Regions from separate parts of the Mus musculus genome. Here regions 1, 2 and 3 are each linked to region 4. The links are chromatin contacts, called in public Hi-C maps. All regions are on one chromosome and are shown on one strand. The core of a region is the stretch at or near the end of the contact, and the rest is flanking DNA. Distances in the headings are between cores, read along the strand shown.

Region 1 (2,771 bases), core at 111-2,610, 96 kb before region 4:
CTTCCTGCTGATGGAGTTTTCAGAAGTTCTTAAGGCAAGAGTGAACTTCTGTGGATTTTTCTAGTCCCAGCTTTTAGGCTCTTTATGACACTAATAGGACTGCACAGAGGCTTTTCAGCATTACTGTATTGTCTCTGGCCACATGTGGCAAGATTATCATTAGCTCAAACCTTATGCCAGCCACTCTCAGTTCATCAAACGCTAGGCAGGAAAATGACATGTGCACTGAAGTGATGGAGAGATGCACACTGGAGCAAGGACTCTGTTGATGACAGCCACAGGATACAGCTTGTCCCTGTAATCCAGAGGCCAGTAGGTTGTACTACAGACAGCAGAATCACAGAACTTACACTCCAAAAGCCCACCTGGAAATGTTTGCAACAAGGTAAAGTGTCCGAATATGATGAAGAAGAACACTACATTTTCAGCTTTCTTCTCAAAGGGATTAGAGATCAGATTTCAGATATATTTAAGCATATCTGAACAAAATTTAAACTATGTTCTTTGAAAAATTGTAGTTATAATAAAAATATGTACACACACAGCCTCCTCCAAAAAAAATAAAAATAATAATAAAAAAGAGCTAGGCTTCTTGTAAGTGACTTGATATCTGGCTCCTAACATCACTTCTGTATTGTGGGGATTAAATGGTAGCACAGGAACCTGTGAGGAATTAAGTTAACACATGTAAGGCATTTCATCTCCTGTTTGGTGCAGTTAAACATAAGTCACAGGAGCTGGCTGTGAATAGGAATAGCATTTGTTCTTGCAGTTTTGTTTTCTCTTCCCTTCTTGTTCCCTTCTCTTCCTAGAGGGAGAGAAAAGGTTGTTACTTACTGGGCTTAAATGAGCCAGCTTGCATTTCTTGGTGGGTGTATCAGTCTGGGAAAAATAATGTAGTTTCTTTTCCCCCCTAAACTAACTGCCTCTTTGACAATCAGCTAAATTATAGATCTTCCTGTTCATGACACAGAATACCCTGTATTACATAGACTGTAGCAGTACTATGAAGAACATAAGGGGATGAAGGAATTGTGAATAGCTGCAAGTGGTTCAGAAGTCCAAGTGGCTGAGAGCTACTGAACAATTGCAGCAATTGCGCTGGCCCAGCCTTCCCATCACCCAGCTGCATCCAGACTTTTTGGTGATGGACAAACCATGTGTATTCACATATAAACCAGAAACCAAGTAGCAGATCCTGAAAGTGATCCTGACTCCCAGTGATGCTCTTTGGAAGTCTTGGCTTTAGTATCTTACAAAGCTGCTCAGTGTAATTTTTTTACATCAGTTTCCCATTGCACAGTGATCTATCCACATACTAGCAAGTCCCAGATAAATCCAGGACTCTCCCAAGCTTGTTTGAAATGTTTCTTGTTCTCCTCCGAGTGAGAACTGTTTCCTTTTGGAACATCCCCCCCCCTCCCCAGGAGAAAAAATCATTTATAAGTCAATAGAAGAGCATTACAAAGAGAAGGTTGACACAGATTTAACCTCTTCTGTACATCTACCTTATTGTTACCCATCCACAGCTTTGTCTACTGAGGGTAAAGCATAAAACTGAATGCCAAATGAGGAAGTATGCTGTCTCATGATGATGAAATAACTAAGATTGGCTTGAAATAAAAAGCAAGAGTTACATTAGTGATGACTCTTTATTATTTTGCTATGCAGTCTTCTTTTAAAGGGGAATTTTAGGAAATTCTAGGTTCAGTTTCCTGACTTGTCTTTCATGAATAAAATGCTGAGTCATCATTAATATACCGCTTGCTTTTTAATAAACACAGATGTCTATGGGTCATCCTATGATTTATAGGTATGTTTGTGTTGAACACATTTTCAGTCTCTCATGCGTACATTCTCCTCACAATGCTGTGGCCTTCTCTTTATCTTAGCTAAAATATAAAGAAACAAACAATATATCTTTAATAATGAAATATTTCACCGATGAGTTGGAGACCTGTTCTGGGAAACACACTCAGGGTTATACTTGCTTTGATGTTTGCCTAACATTCAAATATGTTTAGTGTCTTACTCAAAAGAAGTGTTTTCCCCTTAATATTCTTAAGATTAATACTATAAAAAGAAGGGCATCTCAAACCTTTTCATCAATTCACCATGAACATGATGAGAGACAGGTGTGGGGGTCTTTAAGAGGAGGTATTTTGAAAATAGCATGGAAATATTTCAGTGTCAGGAAGATAAGTTGTTTTGTTGCTAAACAACATGTCCCAAAAAACATTTAGGAGGAAGGGGTTTAGTTTAACTTACAGTTTAGTTTACGATCAAGGGGAACCAAGGTAGGAACTCAAGGCAGGAACTGAAGCAGAGATCACGGAGAACTATGACTTGCAGGCTTGCTTCTCTGGATTCACAGCCTGGCTTTTTATGCACTCTAGGACCACCTGCCCAGGTGGCACCACTCATATGGATCATGAATCAAGCCCCATTGATTTGTCTACAGGCTAATCTGATGGAGGCAATTTCTTAACTGAGGTTCCTTCTTCCCAGGTGACTATTTTCTGTCAAGTTGAGCAACACTCAGTGGCACCTGGACTGAATCACATTCACATCTATCTTGTTATTTTATTGTGTTTATTGTATTACATTCATTTGTATTTCATACAGGAATCACTGTGTCATAAGTTTTATAGCATCCAATTTCCTAAGTATACTCAGCAATAAATCTGGATGAATTATGTTATCAATTGTCTTCTTTCTTTCAGTCTTTTGAAAAAAAAAACCTTACTTTATAAAATGTTTCATTTTAACTA
Region 2 (2,824 bases), core at 311-2,810, 100 kb after region 4:
CCCAGTGCCTGGGAGAGAGAGAGAGAGAAAAAAAAACTTTTGCACCTGCTGGCTAGCCAGCCTAGCCAACTTGGAGAGCCCCAGGTGAGTGAGAGACACTGCCTCATAAACCAACGTGGACAGTACCTAAGGAACAAGAGCCTATGTTGTCCTCTGGCTTCCTCACACATGCACACACACATATGCCGACACATGCATACACACATGAACATACACATGAGTGAGTTTGGACGGGAGATGAAGCATTGAAATCTGGGGTACATGTGGACTGTGTGAATAGAGTGGAGGAGAGAGAGCAGAAGGCAGAAAGGGGCTTCAGCTGCTTGGGTTTTTTTTCTCTCTCTCTTTTGATCTTTTTTGTAAACAAAGGCTTTCCTTGTGAGAAAACACCACAAACCATAAATCCCATTTTCATCATTATGCCTGCTGTTGCTCAGAGCACTCAGCTTTCATTCTGTCCCCAAGCTGTGACTATTCCTTCTGCATTTACCTTTCATACTAAGGGACCAGTTCTGACAAGCCAGGGAGGTACCTAGGACACCCAGTATAGAACCCCTTTTTCCCAGGATCATCTTAGTATCAACTTCTCCTATGCAAGAGCTCATCTTAGAACCAAACCCTTCCTGGGGCTGGTGGCGTGGGGGTTGGGAAATGAGGGGGAGCAGTCGAACACATCTTTAATCCTAGCAACTGGGAGGCAGAGGCATGTGGATCTCTGTGTTTGAGCCAAGCCTGGTGTGCAAAGTGAATTCCAGGTCAGCAAGGATTATACAGAGAAACCCTGTCTCATAAACAGCCAGAAAATAATAGTAATAATAGCTCTTTATTGAAAGATGTGTAACTGACAGGATCACATCTACTCAAGTCTAAAAGCTCTTCTTTCGGTCTCCTCTGCAGCTTTCTCAGATCCATTCCCATAGATAGCATGCCACAGAGTTGTGTAAAAGATGACTCCCGTTAATGTGTTATACATGAAAACTTTCCTGAGAGAGAGAGAGAGAGAGAGAGAGAGAGAGAGAGAGAGAGAAAGTGCATACTTCTTGTTCTGTGCTCTTTTAACAAATGAAAGTCAATAATGGGTTAAGTTCTTGTGGACAAGGAAATTGTATTTAAAAAGCAAAATCAAGTCCACCAAGAGTCCTTGCATGGAACAGAGAGGGGTTAAATTGCAGCCTGAGAAACTGAAAATGAATAAAGTGGCAAGAAAAGCAACACTCCCCCAACACCATATCACAAATGCATGTTAGTGACTTCCAAAGGAGCGGTCACTGCTGGTTGGCTACGTTTGGCTTCCTCTTGATTGCATAACTCTTTTTGCTGACAGTTGTGCAGACTCCCTTCTCTTTCTCACATCCTTCTCTCCTGCCCTGGAGTCACTTCTCCAAAAAAAAAAAAAACCAAAAAAAAAAAAAAATTCGACCACAGTCTCAGGATAGTACTTGATTCCTGTTGCATCCAAGACAGCGGGTGCACTCGTCAGGAATCCCCTCACTTACCCACCTCACTCCTCAGGGTCTAATGCCTGCTGGACCAGCCCCTCCCTTATCTAGAACACTCAGCACCTCCCTCATCTAGAGTGCTTAGTGCCCTGGCTTCAAGCTTCCTCCGTGCAGCCTCCAGTCTTCCCCTGCGCATGCGCTTCTTGCATTTCACACACTCACACTTTCTTCCCATGAGGCAAACATCTTTTTGCACTGCTGGGAAAAAAATAAAGGAAAAAAAATTAGCAAGGCCCCAATTAGAATCTAAGAAATTTCTGCCCAAAGCAGCCCACCACGCAGTTTGTTGTTTGTTTCTTCTTAGCAGTGTGATGTGTGCAGGCTTCTGCGGAATAGATACACACCACCAGGAAAGGAAATTTCCCATTCTCCTATTTATTAAACCTGAAGACTAAAATGTCAGAGAGCTATAGAAATATATTTCAAAATTCAAATATTAACTCGTACATAAATTGTACCAAAAAAGGGGATCTAGGTCAAGCCCTTTAAGCTAACAATGGAGAGAAAATCACCCCCCTACACACACACACACACACACACACACACACACACACACACTTAATTTGTGCATAGGGGAGGTGCTGACTGTACGAATGGCGTAGTTAAATAGTTAGCAAGGCATCAGACCATTAATTTCCACATTTTGTTTTGCCCCCTAGCTTTCACTGACCTCAGTGACTCTCTCCCTTGGGTTGCAGGAACATTCCTAAGTCAGGCTTGTATGAAAGACCTAGCCAGGTTCACAGCCCTTAGCAGGCCACTCCACACAGTCTCTCACTGAGTCTGTCTCTTTCACCTTTGTCTCTCTCAGCATGTCTCCCCAGCTCTGCAGCAGACACACATGCATTCATTCTGCCACAGCTTTGTGCTCTCATGAAGAGAAGTTTCTCTCGGACATACTTGCTTAGACAACCCACTGGAGCCTTTTCCCTCAGGAGTCTCATCTCTTTGGACTTTATGTACCAAAAGGAAGCTCACCAACCCTCTGCTACCATGTATACCAAAATTTCCCAGGCGCCTGTGGTTCGTGCTGCATACCAGTTGGCCTGGACCAGGGCCTGGCTCTCCCTTTCTCAGACAACCTACAGCCAAGACCTTTACTCCTTTGATTGTGTTTCTCCCCAAATCACACACTCAAAGCTTTCAGTCACCAGAAAGTCAATAGAACAATCCAACTTACCTGAACTCCTCTGAGTGCAGGGTTGTGAAAGTCTACTGAACATCTGGGTAACACTCCTTTACTAAATCGATACTGTAATATCAATACTTCATGAAATCAATCAATACTACTAAATCAATCAATACAATCAACACAGTACAGTAAT
Region 3 (2,791 bases), core at 119-2,618, 73 kb before region 4:
ATGTGCGAAAGATGTTAATGGAATCACCACTAAAGAGCGACATGTCTCACAAAGTAAGTGAACACAGGACAACTGTGCCAACTTCACAGAAGCCTCAGACAGGAGCATGAGTGCTTGATGCCACCATTAGACAGAAGTGATGGTGACTCATTTGTTGTAGGTGTACACCAGGAGACAGGATTTAACTTTAGTAGGATTCCTGCTTTGGATAAGATAAGCTACTGTCATGAGTGTGCCTTGTGCATTATGTAATACATTGCATCTTCTGGTTTCTGTCAACTAGATGTCAGTAGCAATCGTGATAATCCGAGATGCTTGCAGTATTGCTCAGCTTCTTCCCCTAGAAAAGAAAGGTAAAACTCTTTCCCAGTCGAGAACCACTATAGCATCACATCTTTGAAGCCATGGACAGCGTGCACAAGAGTTGCTGGTCTAGATACCATCAATGAACTCATGTGGATTTCACCAGAAAGGTGAAAGTGGATGTGTTATTAGAACAAAGGCTACTTTTGGCAGACCTAAGTAACACCATATTCCTTATATCTGTTACTTCACAATACAAAATCCAGGGTAATATGCTATAAAGTCGAAGGTCCTGAGCAGGAAACACGTGAAAATGCTCTATGCTAAAATAGAACGAAGTATACAGTCCTGTAGAAACTTAAAGAAAGGTTCTATCTACCAACCAAAGAGCATACATGGGCTGGCCAGAGACTCCCAGCACATATGTAGCAGAGGCCTGTCTTGTCTGGCCTCAGTAGGAGAGGGTGAACCTAATCCTGTAGAGACTTGATACCCCAGACTGGGGGGGGTATGGGGGATTCTCTCTCAGAGGTGAAGGGGAGGGAGGATGGGGGAAGAACTCTGTGAGGGGGGAACAGGATGGAAGCAACATTTGGAATGTAAAAAAATAAAATAATTAATAAAAATATAATAATTAATTCTTTAAAAAAGTCTCTAACAAGAAGCCAGTTTAATTTTACACAGAACTCATCTACTTATTTGTTTCTCAAAGACCTGGGGAATAATTCTTTTAAGTAGAACAATGGATCAATATTAAAGAGCAAAATCAGATTTTCCTCCTGATTTTGAAGCAGAACAAGATTGTCAAGGCTTATGGAATTGATAATCTGCGGAAAGAAAGGTGTTGGGAAAGGTTACAGCAGAAGGATCAATGCTCCCCAGCTCCTGGGATCACAGGCAGTGGGGAGCTGGCAGTTTACAAAAGCCATCTCTATAGACCAAGAGCGGACAGTGAGCTGAAATGCTGTAAGAGACAAGTCCACAGACCCAGTTTCTGTATAGCTACGAGGCAGGGGTGGTGCTGGGGAATGGGGTGGGGAGGAGGAAGAGCAAATGACTAATTCTCTGAATAGGGAAGGAAGTCTGTGCCCTTATCAAACACATGGTCATGTCAGCATGTTAGAAATATAGACCTATGGGTTTCAACAGCGCTAGGTATGAACGAGGCTCACTTCCACTTGCCTAGAAACTGTCAGGGATATCATTGATAGACTATGGAAGTTTTAGGATCCCAGAAACATCTCTATAGTCCCTTTGTTAGGAAAAGCATTGGTCTCTGTTCTCTGCCCACCCACTATCTAGAAGGCTTCTCAGAAATGAGGTTCAAAGGTTGTCATTTCAGATCATTGGCATATACTGAACATTCTCCAGGGAAACCAGAAACACAATTTTCACTCAGCTGGAACCAAATGATCTTTTCTGTGGTGCTTCAAATTGTACTAAGATCTACTTACTGAAAGCCCAAGATTTCTTGCGATAACTATTTTTGGTCCAAAGGCTGAGATTATTTTGAAAATTTGGAGCATAATTCTGGGTTTAAAAATGCCTTATATGATTGCTTGACTTCTAGGGCTTTTAAAAAGGTAGAGTTCTCAAGACAGATCTGATATTGAAATAGCTTAACTTTATCAGCTCTGAAAGAATTCTATCCACATCCATAAATATAAGAAAAGCCCAAGATGATCTATTGAAAGGACCCCTGGCAAATCAGCTGCATAAGGAATGTCTGCTTGAGGACACCTGAAGCCTGCTATTGAACTTCAATTTTTGTGTGACTAATATGGGGAGGGTTTTATAATACTCAAATTATACTGCTGCAGATATTTTTTAAATCAGCTATTTAGACACATTGCATAACTTCTGGGGAACTATTTTTACTCTGAGTGTCATTTTATTTCCTACTTTGATTTCATCTATTTGAAACTAGATCACATTGCTTTTATTACTTTCCCTGTTTCTTCCATAGTTTCTTGACTCCATAGGAGCGACCAACTTTGGTTATTCAGCCCCTTTCTCCCCAGTGTAAGCTACCCATTCTGTTACCCTTGTGGTAACTTATCTTTGCCTATGCATCTGTGTCTAGTATTGGGAAAGTGGACAGTTCAGATTCCCAGCATGTCTATGGTAGTATCCAAGTGGTTCTATTTCCTCAAGACCTGACAGGAAAGTGACTTAGAGGGACAATTCTATCAGAACAGCATGCTGGGTGAAAGTGAGAAATTTAAACTTCAGCAACACTAAAGAATGGTCACCTTTGATGGCCATAGAGTTGACAGGTGGCATCGCAGACCTCCTGATGTCAGGTCATGTAAATCCACCAGCCTCTTCTAGATGGATCTTTTCAAGAATCTCCCATAAGGCTCTTTTATACTGTGGTCCTTTACATCCAAGGACACCATAGGTATTGATATCCAACACTGATGTTCAAACGTTTCCAGTGGTTTATTTTAGTTGGTCAATCCAAAAAAGGCACAGGGGAAGAAAGATC
Region 4 (2,700 bases), core at 5-2,504:
AGCTGTCTCGTATGAGGCTATGCCAGTGCATGGCAAATACAGAAGTGGATGCTCACAGTCATCTATAGGATGGAACACAGGGCCCCCAATGGAGAAACTAGAGAATGCACCAAAGGAGCTGAAAGGGGTCTGCAACCCTATAGGTGGAACAACAATATGTACTAACCAGTACACCCCGGAGCTCATGTCTCTAGCTGCATATGTAGCAGAAGATGGCCTAGTCGGTCATCATTGGGAAGAGAGGCCCATTAGTATTGCAAACTTTATATGCCTCAGTACAGGGGAATGCCAGAGCCAAGAAATGGGAGTGGGTGGGTAGGGGAGCAGGGCAGGGGGAGGGTATAGGGAACTTTCGGGATAGAATTGGAAATGTAAATAAAGAAAATATCTAATAAAATAAGTGTATCAGACCCTAAAAACAACTAAAGCCAAAAGATCCTACCTAAAATAAAGTTAATAAAATACAATAAAAATAAAAATGTTATGAGAATTTTAATTCTGATTAGTAAATTAAAATAATTTCAGGCTACAATTTCTTGCTGTATAACTCACCAGGAACACCTCCTATAATCATGTTAATATTCTGGTGAAATCTCTTTACCAAAGCTAAGTTTTTAATGCTTATTCTGGAACTTCACATGCATTTAAAAATAAAACCAAAAGGAACTCAAACCAAGCACCTCAGCAGTCATTTGAAAATGTAAACTATCTGACATAGTCAACCAAGTTGACTCCGTTCCTTTTTCTCATTTAGGAGCTCATGGTTCCAGGGAGTTGGTTTTATACAGACTGATCCGGGGCAGGGGAATGGGCAAGGATGCTTCAAACGAGGCATTTTGCTCCATGTATATACATTTCAGATGAGATCTAGCATTAAAGCTGGGTGCAAAGTGATTTTCAAAAGTAGAGAAGCCCCCACCCCACCCCCAGGTTTAAAGACACCCAGGTCTTGGTAGCTCCCAGGGCAAACTGTCTACTGGTGGCCCTTAGTCTCAGAAGGACTCCAGGGTCATCATGTACCCTCCACCCAAAGCCCTGACAAACATGAGACCACCCACCTGGAGGTGCTAGGCCAACCTGGAACAGATCCTGGGTGCTACCCCTAGTGCCAGAAGCCACAGGAAGCATTGCGGGAGGTTGGAGCCTGGGAGCTGCAGTGGCCAGCCCTGCCTGCAACTTCCCCTGCAGACCTTTAGTTCCGATGGTCTGTGGCCCTGCAGCTTGCTTCCTACTCTGGGGATTGTGGCCCGAGGTTGCCGGAAATGCAGCCCAGGGGCTCAGGCCGCAAGGCTAGGGTTAGGCCTTGCTGGGGGAAGTGAAATTGCTCAGGCTTGCTTTTACTTAGTTTGAGAGAGCTGTCTTAGGTTCCCTTTCTCCCAGGCTATCTTTAAGCTCAGGTGACCTAGAGCTTATAGCTTTTCTTATTCTGTTCTGTATTTCTCTGCTATGCTAACCCTTCCTTCTGCAAGACAGAAAGTAGACTTTTATAAAAGGAACTACTTGACAGAGGCATAGATAGAGATACCGTGACAGAGATATAAAGGTATGAAATTTTAGTATTTCATCTTACCCAGGCTCCAGGCTAAGTCTGTGTGTTATAGAGTGATTTTCATTCCCACATGAGAAGTTTTTCCTAGATCTGCTCTAATTTTGAAATGGGCCAGGTCAGAGACATACACATACCCTATACCCTTCTCCTCAAACATGAATTATGGCTGTGTTCTTGCTTGTTTGAAAGAATAAGAAATACCCAAAGAGTTATCCCAGAGCCTAACAATGAGCAAATATCAAAAATCACTAGACTACAACCTAACCAAAGTTGGAGATCGTTTGACAATCAAATTCAAAGTGTGTGTGTTGGGGGAGGAGGACTGGAAAAAGGGATAACATTTGAAATGTAAATAAAGAAAATATTCAATAAAAAAAAGTGTGCAAGTAACACACAGTTGCCATGGACCACTTTTCCTTCTTCGAAAAGAACCAGAAAGTTCTACTCTAAGTGTTTTTGGAATACTGTAACTATCAAGTGTCACAGAAAGTCATTAACTTTCCACACATGCTAGATAAAATTCATAAAGCAAAATGTGAGGAAGCTTTGAAAAGCATTAGATATACATTTATCTTCTACATGGTACTTCTTATTTGATCATCTTGAGTAACTCTTCCAAATTTGGAACAATAAAGCCAGTATATGAAATGATACCCTGACGTGTGAGCGGCTGCTTATGAAGGACAGCTTACCCAGAAATGTCAGCAGAGTTTACAGGGACATGGGTGTCACTCCGGTCAATGTTTTCAGAAATGCAATACTTAGGAAAGATTAAGTCTTCATAGGGGAGAAAGAAAGGGTGTGGTGTATTAAAAGGAAATTTAGTGTATTTATATATATATATATATATTTTTTTTTAAATTAGGTATTTTCCTCATTTACATTTCCAATGCTATCCCAAAAGTCCCCCACACCGTCCCCCCCCCCACTTCCCTACCCACCCACTCCCATTTTTTGGCCCTGGCATTCCCCTGTACTGGGGCATATAAAGTTTGCAAGTCCAATGGGCCTCTCTTTCCAGTGATGGCCGACTAGGCCATCTTCTGCTACATATGCAGCTAGAGTCAAGAGCTCAGGAGTACTGGTTAGTTCATAATGTTGTTCCTCCTATAGGGTTGCAGATCCCTTTAGCTCCTTGGGTACATTCTCTA

The links. Hi-C and Micro-C count contacts between places; a contact is called where the count stands out from the background.
Region 1: a contact with region 4 is called in a Hi-C map of bone marrow-derived macrophages, with 2.2 times the contacts expected there. The contact joins the enhancer-like site here to the promoter of Bank1 in region 4. A contact is called at or near these places in 3 of 39 promoter capture datasets (embryonic stem cells, macrophages and pre-B cells), 1 of 15 datasets of contacts at CTCF or cohesin (pro-B cells), 8 of 484 Hi-C or Micro-C datasets (B cells, LSK cells, bone marrow-derived macrophages and 4 more), 1 of 115 datasets of contacts at active chromatin or transcription factors (large pre-B cells) and 3 of 9 other capture datasets (adipose tissue, liver and macrophages).
Region 2: a Hi-C map of granulocyte-monocyte progenitors shows a contact between it and region 4, with 3 times the contacts expected there. The contact joins the enhancer-like site here to the promoter of Bank1 in region 4. A contact is called at or near these places in 3 of 39 promoter capture datasets (embryonic stem cells, macrophages and neutrophils), 9 of 484 Hi-C or Micro-C datasets (the C10 cell line, ECoMG-derived neutrophils, LSK cells and 5 more), 2 of 115 datasets of contacts at active chromatin or transcription factors (microglia and neural progenitor cells) and 3 of 9 other capture datasets (adipose tissue, liver and macrophages).
Region 3: a Hi-C map of the Ba/F3 cell line shows a contact between it and region 4, with 2.6 times the contacts expected there. The contact joins the enhancer-like site here to the promoter of Bank1 in region 4. A contact is called at or near these places in 5 of 39 promoter capture datasets (cranial neural crest, embryonic stem cells, macrophages and 2 more), 2 of 15 datasets of contacts at CTCF or cohesin (CD8 T cells and pro-B cells), 10 of 484 Hi-C or Micro-C datasets (B cells, the Ba/F3 cell line, LSK cells and 6 more), 3 of 115 datasets of contacts at active chromatin or transcription factors (the 230-238 cell line and large pre-B cells) and 2 of 9 other capture datasets (adipose tissue and liver).

The regions. Positions count from the first base shown.
Region 1 is chr3:136,229,206-136,231,976 of GRCm38.p6, forward strand. All of the region lies in intron 6 of Bank1 (B cell scaffold protein with ankyrin repeats 1), which reads right to left. Among named protein-coding and RNA genes, the nearest start is that of Bank1, 95 kb to the right of the region's middle. Within about 2 kb of position 1,361, at least 9 of the 459 cell types and tissues checked have an H3K27ac peak or open chromatin away from gene starts, as enhancers often do. A contact at or near this core is called in bone marrow-derived macrophages, where this site is marked.
Region 2 is chr3:136,425,436-136,428,259 of GRCm38.p6, forward strand. No RefSeq gene overlaps it. Among named protein-coding and RNA genes, the nearest start is that of 1700030L20Rik, 23 kb to the right of the region's middle. Within about 2 kb of position 1,561, at least 40 of the 459 cell types and tissues checked have an H3K27ac peak or open chromatin away from gene starts, as enhancers often do. A contact at or near this core is called in ECoMG-derived neutrophils, adipose tissue, bone marrow-derived macrophages and 4 more, where this site is marked.
Region 3 is chr3:136,251,648-136,254,438 of GRCm38.p6, forward strand. All of the region lies in intron 3 of Bank1 (B cell scaffold protein with ankyrin repeats 1), which reads right to left. Among named protein-coding and RNA genes, the nearest start is that of Bank1, 73 kb to the right of the region's middle. Within about 2 kb of position 1,369, at least 32 of the 459 cell types and tissues checked have an H3K27ac peak or open chromatin away from gene starts, as enhancers often do. A contact at or near this core is called in the 230-238 cell line, the Ba/F3 cell line, adipose tissue and 2 more, where this site is marked.
Region 4 is chr3:136,324,812-136,327,511 of GRCm38.p6, forward strand. It overlaps Bank1 (B cell scaffold protein with ankyrin repeats 1), which reads right to left and starts at 1,255. Exons shown (of 17, transcript NM_001033350.3): 1 at 1,059-1,255. The coding sequence starts at 1,128.